Linked DNA regions of Hordeum vulgare: region 2 is linked to region 1. Evidence: chromatin contacts called from public Hi-C data. All regions are on one chromosome and are shown on one strand. Each heading gives the region's core, a stretch centred on a gene start, on an enhancer-like site or on the middle of the called end of the contact. The rest is flanking DNA. Distances are from core to core; before and after follow the strand shown.

Region 1 (4,087 bases), core at 558-3,057:
GCTAATATATGTCTTTGTCCACTAATGTCCTTACCAGTTAGCCCACCCACACTTTCTGATGATGCCTAGGTTTAGCCAATGTGTGTCTTTCGTGCTTGCTAATATAGTCACCAGTTGATTAGCCCATCCTTCGTTACCTTTAAGCGGTGGATGCTAAAGCTAGGAGTTTCTTATTTCCAATTATCCTTTTGAATTAGAATAGTTATCAGCAAGCTCTTAGGGTCCCTCAAAGCTCTTGTTTATGCCTAGACATCTTTTTCATACAACAAGAAATATAAGTCTTTTTAGACATTGCTAGGACATGTACTAGATCGAAGAGATCATCTAGACCAATGGCTAGCTAGCTCTTTGACCATTTGTACTGTACTTGTACTACTGCATCCATACATGTACTAGTAGCTAGCTCCTACAAAATTATTGAGCCTGCCTACATAGCGCCCAAAGGAAACCTGCATAGATGTGTATTAACCAGCTGCTAAGTCCAACTGTAGTGGCAAAACAAATCATCGTCCAGGACCTACGTAAACATGCTTATCCGTCTATTTGAAGACACACACCCTTCGTTTCTAAATATAGATTTTTTTCAAATATTTATATACAGACTAGATACGTATGTATATGAACATATCTAAAATGTAGATTTATTTATTTTACTTTTTATATAGTTCATATTATTATTTTTAAATATTTATATTTAGGAACAGAGTGAGTAGTTTGATTTTGGGTGTCCTGATTTAAAATGCCCATCTATATGCGGTATTATGGAATCCACTTTTAGCTAGCTACTCCCTCCGTTTTTAAATATAAGTCTTTTAAGAGGTTTTATTAAAGAACTACATACGATGTATATAGAGATAATTTAATGTATAGATTCACTCATTTTAATTTGTATGTAGCCCCTTAATGAAATTTGTAAAAAGACTTATATTTATGAACGGAGAGAGTAGCTAGCATTGAGGAACACGTCAGGAGAGAGGCTGGATTAAGTACGTGTTTTAAGGTCCAGGTGACGGGGACGTAAAGCATTCCTTGAGCGGGTATCCTCCTCGAGACGCGCCACGTGTCTAAACTAGATTACTTTGCATAATAATACAACTAAGGATGTTGCTCCAATTACGCCCAACTCGCAATAAACTAGTAGGTGAGCTAGTCTTTGCTTACCACCGCAAAAGAATTATTATGTTTTCCTGCCTAGCTCAAGTTGTGCTTCACTTTCATGCCGTGGTGTGATGTGATGTGATGTCCAAAAGATAAATAGCTCGCGCGGTTTGAAAGTAACGGGAGGCGGCATCGGAGGGGAGAGATGCAATAATTTTAATCTTCCTTCCTTGTCCGTGTTTAATTGTCCCCACAGACACATCACATCAGTTTCTGCACATTAGACATTTCCAAAAAAATTCGTCAAGAGAGCACTCGGAGCTGAAAATGACTGGATGGGGTTAGGCCAACATGTGGTAGTCCACGAGTCTAAGCTCATGATAATCGTCCTAGACTGTAATTAATCTCCCCGTTGATACTGAAGGTGAAAACATGGTAACCCTGTTAAGGCCCTCAATTTCAGGCAGACAGACTGCTCTTTCTCCCCACTCTCTTCGGACGAACTTTATGCTCTCGCGTGCGTACAGGATCATGCAGTGGCGATAATAATAAGAACGGGAAAGTGACCGGGGAACGTGGAGATGCAGATGCGAGATGGTGAGCGGGAAAAGGTTTGTCTATCGCTAGCTGCTAGCTTGGGTGCAGGGCCCTCCACTGAGATCATTGCCGTTAGCTTCCTTGGCCTTTTTTATCATGCGTGTTGTGAAGAGATCAACAGAGACAAGCCACCTAAAGATGAGCGGAGTGTGATTGGACCATTTAGGCCAGGGAGCATTCCGTTAACAGCCATCCCCTTCGTCTTATCCCAGTGCTCTCTTTCTCCTCCTCTTGTTATCACTTGTTCACAGCCAAAAAGGGACAGAAGCTGAGGCAGAGGTAGAAGAATTGTAGCGTTAGAATTTCCATATCCATGCTGGTAGCAGGAGACCATGGAGGCTACATTTTGGTTTGCACTCTCTTTTCTGTATCTCCGACATGCAACATGTTAGGTTTTCTTTAATAAAAAACCTTCAAGATGGATGGTGGGCATTCGTGTCGTGGGACCCTTTATTTGGGGGTCATATTCAAACTCACGGCGAGGCAGTGGCAGCCCTGTCTATCTATACCTACTCCGAACAAATGCGCCGCACCTTTGGAGCGCAAAGGGGGACGGGACTCCGAAGTGTCCTACCTACATTTGTGCAAACCCAACTACAGTACTTGGATTCAAATCAGATGCATCGCACCTGGTCGTACACCCATCGTCATCGCACACGTTTCGCCGTTTCCATCCAGCACGTACTCCTACTTACGTACGAGTCAGCGGATGGAGCGTTTAATCAAAGGCTAATCAGTCGATGGTTTGGTGGCGCCATTAACTGGTGAGTAGTGACACGCGCGGCGCAACACCGAATAATAAGGCTATAAAGAGTCCCTGGAGCTCGTCCACCAAATAAAGAGCACGAGACATGTTTGGTATAGTGCAGCACGTATTTGTTTGCTCGAGGAATATTTAAGCACACACGTATTCCTGGTCAAATTGCATGCATGCCTCGTGGAATCCTGCCGGTTTGGAGACGGGCAGCTCAATATCTCTGCATGATGCATGACCCGAACATACAACAAACGACCAACCATCGTCATGCAACCGCATTAGCCGATGGATGGATTGATTAAACACGAACGGACTGAACATATAACGGGAGCACTATCTTTGACCGGACGTACTTGCGCTGGGGATACCTCTGCCTCCCAGATTGTCTGGTGAACGGGAGCAGCTGCCAGCTGCTGTCCCTGGTTTTGCGACGGGGACGCGATCTACTTGAAGATTCTGTAGTAATTGAGCGAATTAGGATTTAGGAGTAGCTATTATAAGCGCAGGAAACAGATAGCATCATAGCACTGCTCCGGTCCGTACGAGTAATTTCGAGATTTTGAACGAAACAGACTGCATGGTGGGATCGATCGACTGAAAAAGGCTGTGGCAAGAGTTAACTATGGAGCACTCCTACTGTGCTGTGCATGCAATTGATCCCGTGAGGCTAACCAAAGGTAATTAAGTAAGAAGCTACTCCCGCTACTCCTGCTATATATTCTACTCCTACTTCGACGGTAGGTTTCTATACCCTATCGTCATCGACCTTGATAGAAAAAAGATCATATCCTGAAATAGTTATCCGGTTAAACTTTTGCAGAAGATCAACGGAAATTTGCCATATATATTTTAGTGCACGAAGCAGGCAGGCAGGTTGCAGCACGTATGACTTCCTGCTCCTGGGTAGCTAGCTAGCAGCAAAGAAAGCAGCTTGAGTGCCAGCTTAGCAGCGACCCGTGCATCAGATCAGTATGCTCTCATTATGCTTGACGTGATGCCAGTTCAATTCACTTCCCTCTGTAGTCTAGCTCTCTTCAACTATAAGTATTCAGATGCCGTTTTTTTCCAAGAGGGAGTACGACATTTGGAACGACGAACCCCACGGAGATAAGATACACAGTCAAATCTTTTGTAATCAGATATTCAGAACACTACGTACAATACAAGGCTACAGAATACGGGACAGGCGCGGGGCGGGGCTACGCGGATTGATCGATGCGGCCGCTGCTTGTGCTGGCTGCATGTCGCCCGTCGTCGCCTTCCTCGAGTCGCCGCTGGCCGTTTCCTCTGCAACCTAGCAAAATGTACTGTATCATGCATGCACCATTGCCATCCAGCTGCACGCGTACTGCACTCCGGGCTTTCATCGGTTACTAATCACTCAAGCTCGTACAGATACATGATTACTGCCGTTGGTATATAGCTATAGCTAGGTTAAGTGCAAACAGCAGGAAGAACAGGGGGATTGCGAGGTGGAGGAGACGAGCCGTTGCGGCCGTGATTTGACTTCAGGATCTCATCGATGCGCTACTTTTTTCTTTTGAGAAAGTCTAAACCGGCTTCCATGAAATGGACGTGGGTCCATACTCTGATACCGACCCAAAGTCGAACAATGGTAATTAGGTTGAGATCCCT
Region 2 (3,893 bases), core at 8-2,507, 54 kb before region 1:
GCTCCTCCTCCTCCTCCTTGTCCAGCTCCATGAGGCGCAAGCCTTCGTCGCGTTTCGCCCGCAGGTGCACCGACCTCCAGTGCTCGAGGTAGGCCTGCTCCTGCTGCGGTGTCGCGTCTAGCCAGATGGGCGGCGCGCTGACGAACTCCTGGACGACGCCGGTCCACTGATAGACCTCACGCGGCAGCGCGGGCTCGGGCTCGGGCTCCGGCGGAGGTGGCACGACGCAGTCGCCGGCAGCCGACAATGGCATGGCCTCCGCGAGCTGTTGCTGGTACGCCGCCTCCTCTTCGGCCATGCGCCGCGCTTCTTCCTCGCTGTTGCGGAGGACACCAGTGAGCGCCGCCATGTAGGCGGCCTCAGCCTCCTGGTCCTCGTCACTGACGACAGGCGGGGGCGGCGGAGGGCCTCCTGGCTGCACTTCGCGCACGCCACAGCGGCCCTGCTCCTCGTGCTCCACCGCTAACCACACCTTCCAGTTAGGGGAGTCGGCAGCTGACGTCATCACTTGGTCACCTCCTTCGCATGCACCCGCGCCGACCATGGCACAACCGGCACCGGAATCCTCTTCGAATCCATCGAGGGAGCGCGTGCGTCCGCGCCGACGTATTTCAGTCCCAAATTTGGACCGGAAATGGATCGGCGCGCACGCTAAACATACGCGTTTTGACAATGGATCGACGCGTTAGGCCATCATTTTTGTTCGCGCTGAACCAAACGGATGGCCACGGACAAAATGAATCGCCTCATTAAAATTACTCTAACTGCATGATTAAACTGGAAAGTGGTAACGGAAGAGCGAAGCAAAGCCGCCTAACTAATTATTTTGGTTCTTGACTTGCATTTCTCTTTGGTTTCCGTCGGCAACAGGGAACGGAGCGCCGGAGCAGAGAAGCATGGTGTGGTCAGGTCAGGGTCAGGCTGTACGTACATACGTACGTGTGATGTGTGATGCGTTGTTGTATTGTTCGTAGTACCTTCCCGTCTACTACATGTGGCATGGACCCGTTGTTTTCACCCGTCAGCCAGCACCCTGCCCTTGCACACGACGACGGTCGACCTGTGTCATGTGTGCCTTCCCTCGCTTGTTCTTGCGGCAGCTGAGCGCGCGTACCCGATGAAGAAACGGAGGGGGAAAAGGGACCGTGACATGACATGACATGGTGCACGGAAAGCTATCATATCTAGCGTAGCGATGATCGATGCGCTGTAGATGAATTGTGCGCTCGCGCTGTCACCCGGCCATTGGTCGTCCGCACCTACGGCCACGTGGAGGAGACACCATTTAATTCATGAACTTCCTTTATTACCCTTTATCTGTGCTGTTCAGGCCTGTTTGTATCGGAGGTCCCGGGACTTCTTTTAGTCCCAACTAAAAAATCCTTAGTCTCTGTCCGTTTGTTTTTATGAACTAAACAAGGACTAGAGATCATTAAATGTCATGCAAAAATATCATGTTATTCCTAGTAATGTACTAGAAGTTATTAAATGACATGCTAAAAGTAGTGGCACTGTTAGAAAAAGTATCAAAAAATCTCAAAACGATTCTTCCATAGGGACTTCTTCCTTTAGTTCCAAATACTCCATTTTAGTCCTTAAAAGTCTCTCATGTTTGTTACACATGGGATTAAAAGGGACTTTTTTAGTCCCTACACCAAAAAGTCCCTCGAAACTAACACCCCCTCAGTTTGAGCTAGGCTACCCGTTCGATCCGTTGCATGCGTGCGTGGATCAAATATACTCATTCCACAAATACGATGGTAAGAGTGGACTTAGTAAATATGACCCCATACCATGGGACGCATCCGATCAATAAACGGGCGTGTTCATTTTGAATCACTATTTTTTCATCCGTGCAACCATATTTTTTATTTTATATATGTCCCGTCATTTGCACGCGATTGGTGAAAAAATGAATAAGGAAAGAGAAAAGGTGGTCCAGGATGGGGTCATGTCCTACGTGGCGGACTGATAGGACGCGTCCGCAAGCCCTCGTATCATCCTCATATTTGAGATGAATATGAGGGGTGTCGGTGAGTCTCACCGTTTAAGATGGGTATAAGGGGTCCGGATGGGTTGTGTTTTTTGGACGGTCACTGACGGGACGGCTTGTCCTGACGTTTGAGGTGGATACGAGAGATTCCATTATAGATGCTCTAAATGACATCAGCTCGATCGCTGGTTAGGCTAACTCCAACGCGGTTCATCAAAACGTAAATAAACCATTCTAATGTGTCGTGTGAACATTTTTTTCCATCCAATGTCATGTATCAAATGTCCGTGGATCAAATGTAGCATGCGGGGAAATGACATCAGCTCAATCGTACGCCGTGCTTCGGCCAAGCCTACCATCGACAGGCATCGCTCCGCTCACTCCTGAGAAGTTAGCTTTTATCTTTATATTTCAATTTGCTACACAATTCACCTTGAGGCAAATCATGTAGCATTAATGAGAACCTTCTCGTCGAACATTTTTTTAAGCTCTAATGAGTTTTACCAACTAAATCGGACCAAAACTCGAACTTAGCAATACAAACTGGCTTTATCAATATATCAACAAGATTAGCATGAATTCTAATCTTGCTTATCTTCACTTTACCTTAACAATGTCTCCAACATAATGTTATTTGACATCAATGTGCTTTGTTCTCTCATGGACCATCTAATTCTTAGAGATGTATAGGTAAACGCTTCCTATCAAAAGTCTGATATGAAATTTTCCTTAGACGACTCCCGCGTAGTACATTCTTCTCTAGTCCCACGGTCCATATTTAGAAGTAAATCTTCAATTCCTTCAATTAAGCTCACGTCTCTAGTTAATCTCGCTGGACCTGGTGACTAAATCTTTTTTTAAACGGATACGTGAGTAAATCTCGCATGCCCCACATGCCCGACCCATCCACCCCAGCTTTTCTCGCATCTCATGGGCGAGCTCATCCCTGATCTTGTTGACCTTGCCGTCCCATCTCACCGCAAAGCTCTCCCTCCACCCAGCTGGGTGCCGTACCTGTTTGCACCGCCAGTGCTGCTCAGATTCGTTTCCCGGGCCCCGTGCTTCGAGTTCACCTAATGGGTGTGCTCACCGTCTACCTCGCAGCCTAGATTTGACCCACTCCAATGCTACCAATTGTTGATGCGGCCCCGGTCCACCTCACCATCGTTGCCGATGCGCGGTGCCCGTGGCCACTATGACCAAAGCGTTGTTTGTGCTTAACCACGCTGCCCGGAGAACATCCGTCGGTACGAGAACCAGCAGTGCCAAAGGTCCTTTTTGCCCCAAGGATACCAATATTCATTTTTTGATTTGTATGTATGCTTTCACTAGGCCACATGTGTGTTGTGCTTACAAGATTTGTTTTTGCTAGAGATATCGATGCTTCATGTAAATCCGCTATGTGCTTTGTACTTGCGTATGGATTGGCAAGCTGTAACCACTACCCCCTTTTGTGTTTTTGAATGAATCAGATGCTCCCAATATATCCTTGCTTTGGAAGCATTTTACTTCAGTCCAGATAGATTGTATCAATAGTCCAGAATTAGATTGACAAATTAGTTTTTCTTTTTTTTCCTTCGAAGCAATTCATCCTTATACATGGTTCCGGTAATATTCACACATATTATTTTAATATTATCAAGTCAATTGTATATTCTTTAACTTATTTGTGAAGCACAACTTTTCCTCATCTGATCATGCTTGCAATTGAAAAAATAATCCATGCTTCTAATGTGTTTAATGTATATTAAGATACAATGAAGCCGATGCTTCCTAGTAGCCATGCTTCCTAATTTTATTTCTTACATCGTATATCTCTATGGTATGTCCAATTTTTCTTTAAGCATTGTAAATGTATGCTTATTATATCGTAAAAATCATTTTGATGGAATCATTAGTA

What was found. Hi-C and Micro-C count contacts between places; a contact is called where the count stands out from the background.
Region 2: a contact with region 1 is called in a Hi-C map of leaf, with 2.8 times the contacts expected there. The contact joins two enhancer-like sites. A contact is called at or near these places in 2 of 6 Hi-C or Micro-C datasets (leaf and seedling).

What each region holds. Positions count from the first base shown.
Region 1 is chr3H:575,903,506-575,907,592 of MorexV3_pseudomolecules_assembly, reverse strand. No RefSeq gene overlaps it. Among protein-coding and RNA genes, the nearest start is that of LOC123445254, 96 kb to the right of the region's middle. Within about 2 kb of position 1,807, at least 3 of the 3 cell types and tissues checked have open chromatin away from gene starts, as enhancers often do. A contact at or near this core is called in leaf and seedling, where this site is marked.
Region 2 is chr3H:575,957,500-575,961,392 of MorexV3_pseudomolecules_assembly, reverse strand. No RefSeq gene overlaps it. Among protein-coding and RNA genes, the nearest start is that of LOC123445254, 150 kb to the right of the region's middle. Within about 2 kb of position 1,257, at least 3 of the 3 cell types and tissues checked have open chromatin away from gene starts, as enhancers often do. A contact at or near this core is called in leaf and seedling, where this site is marked.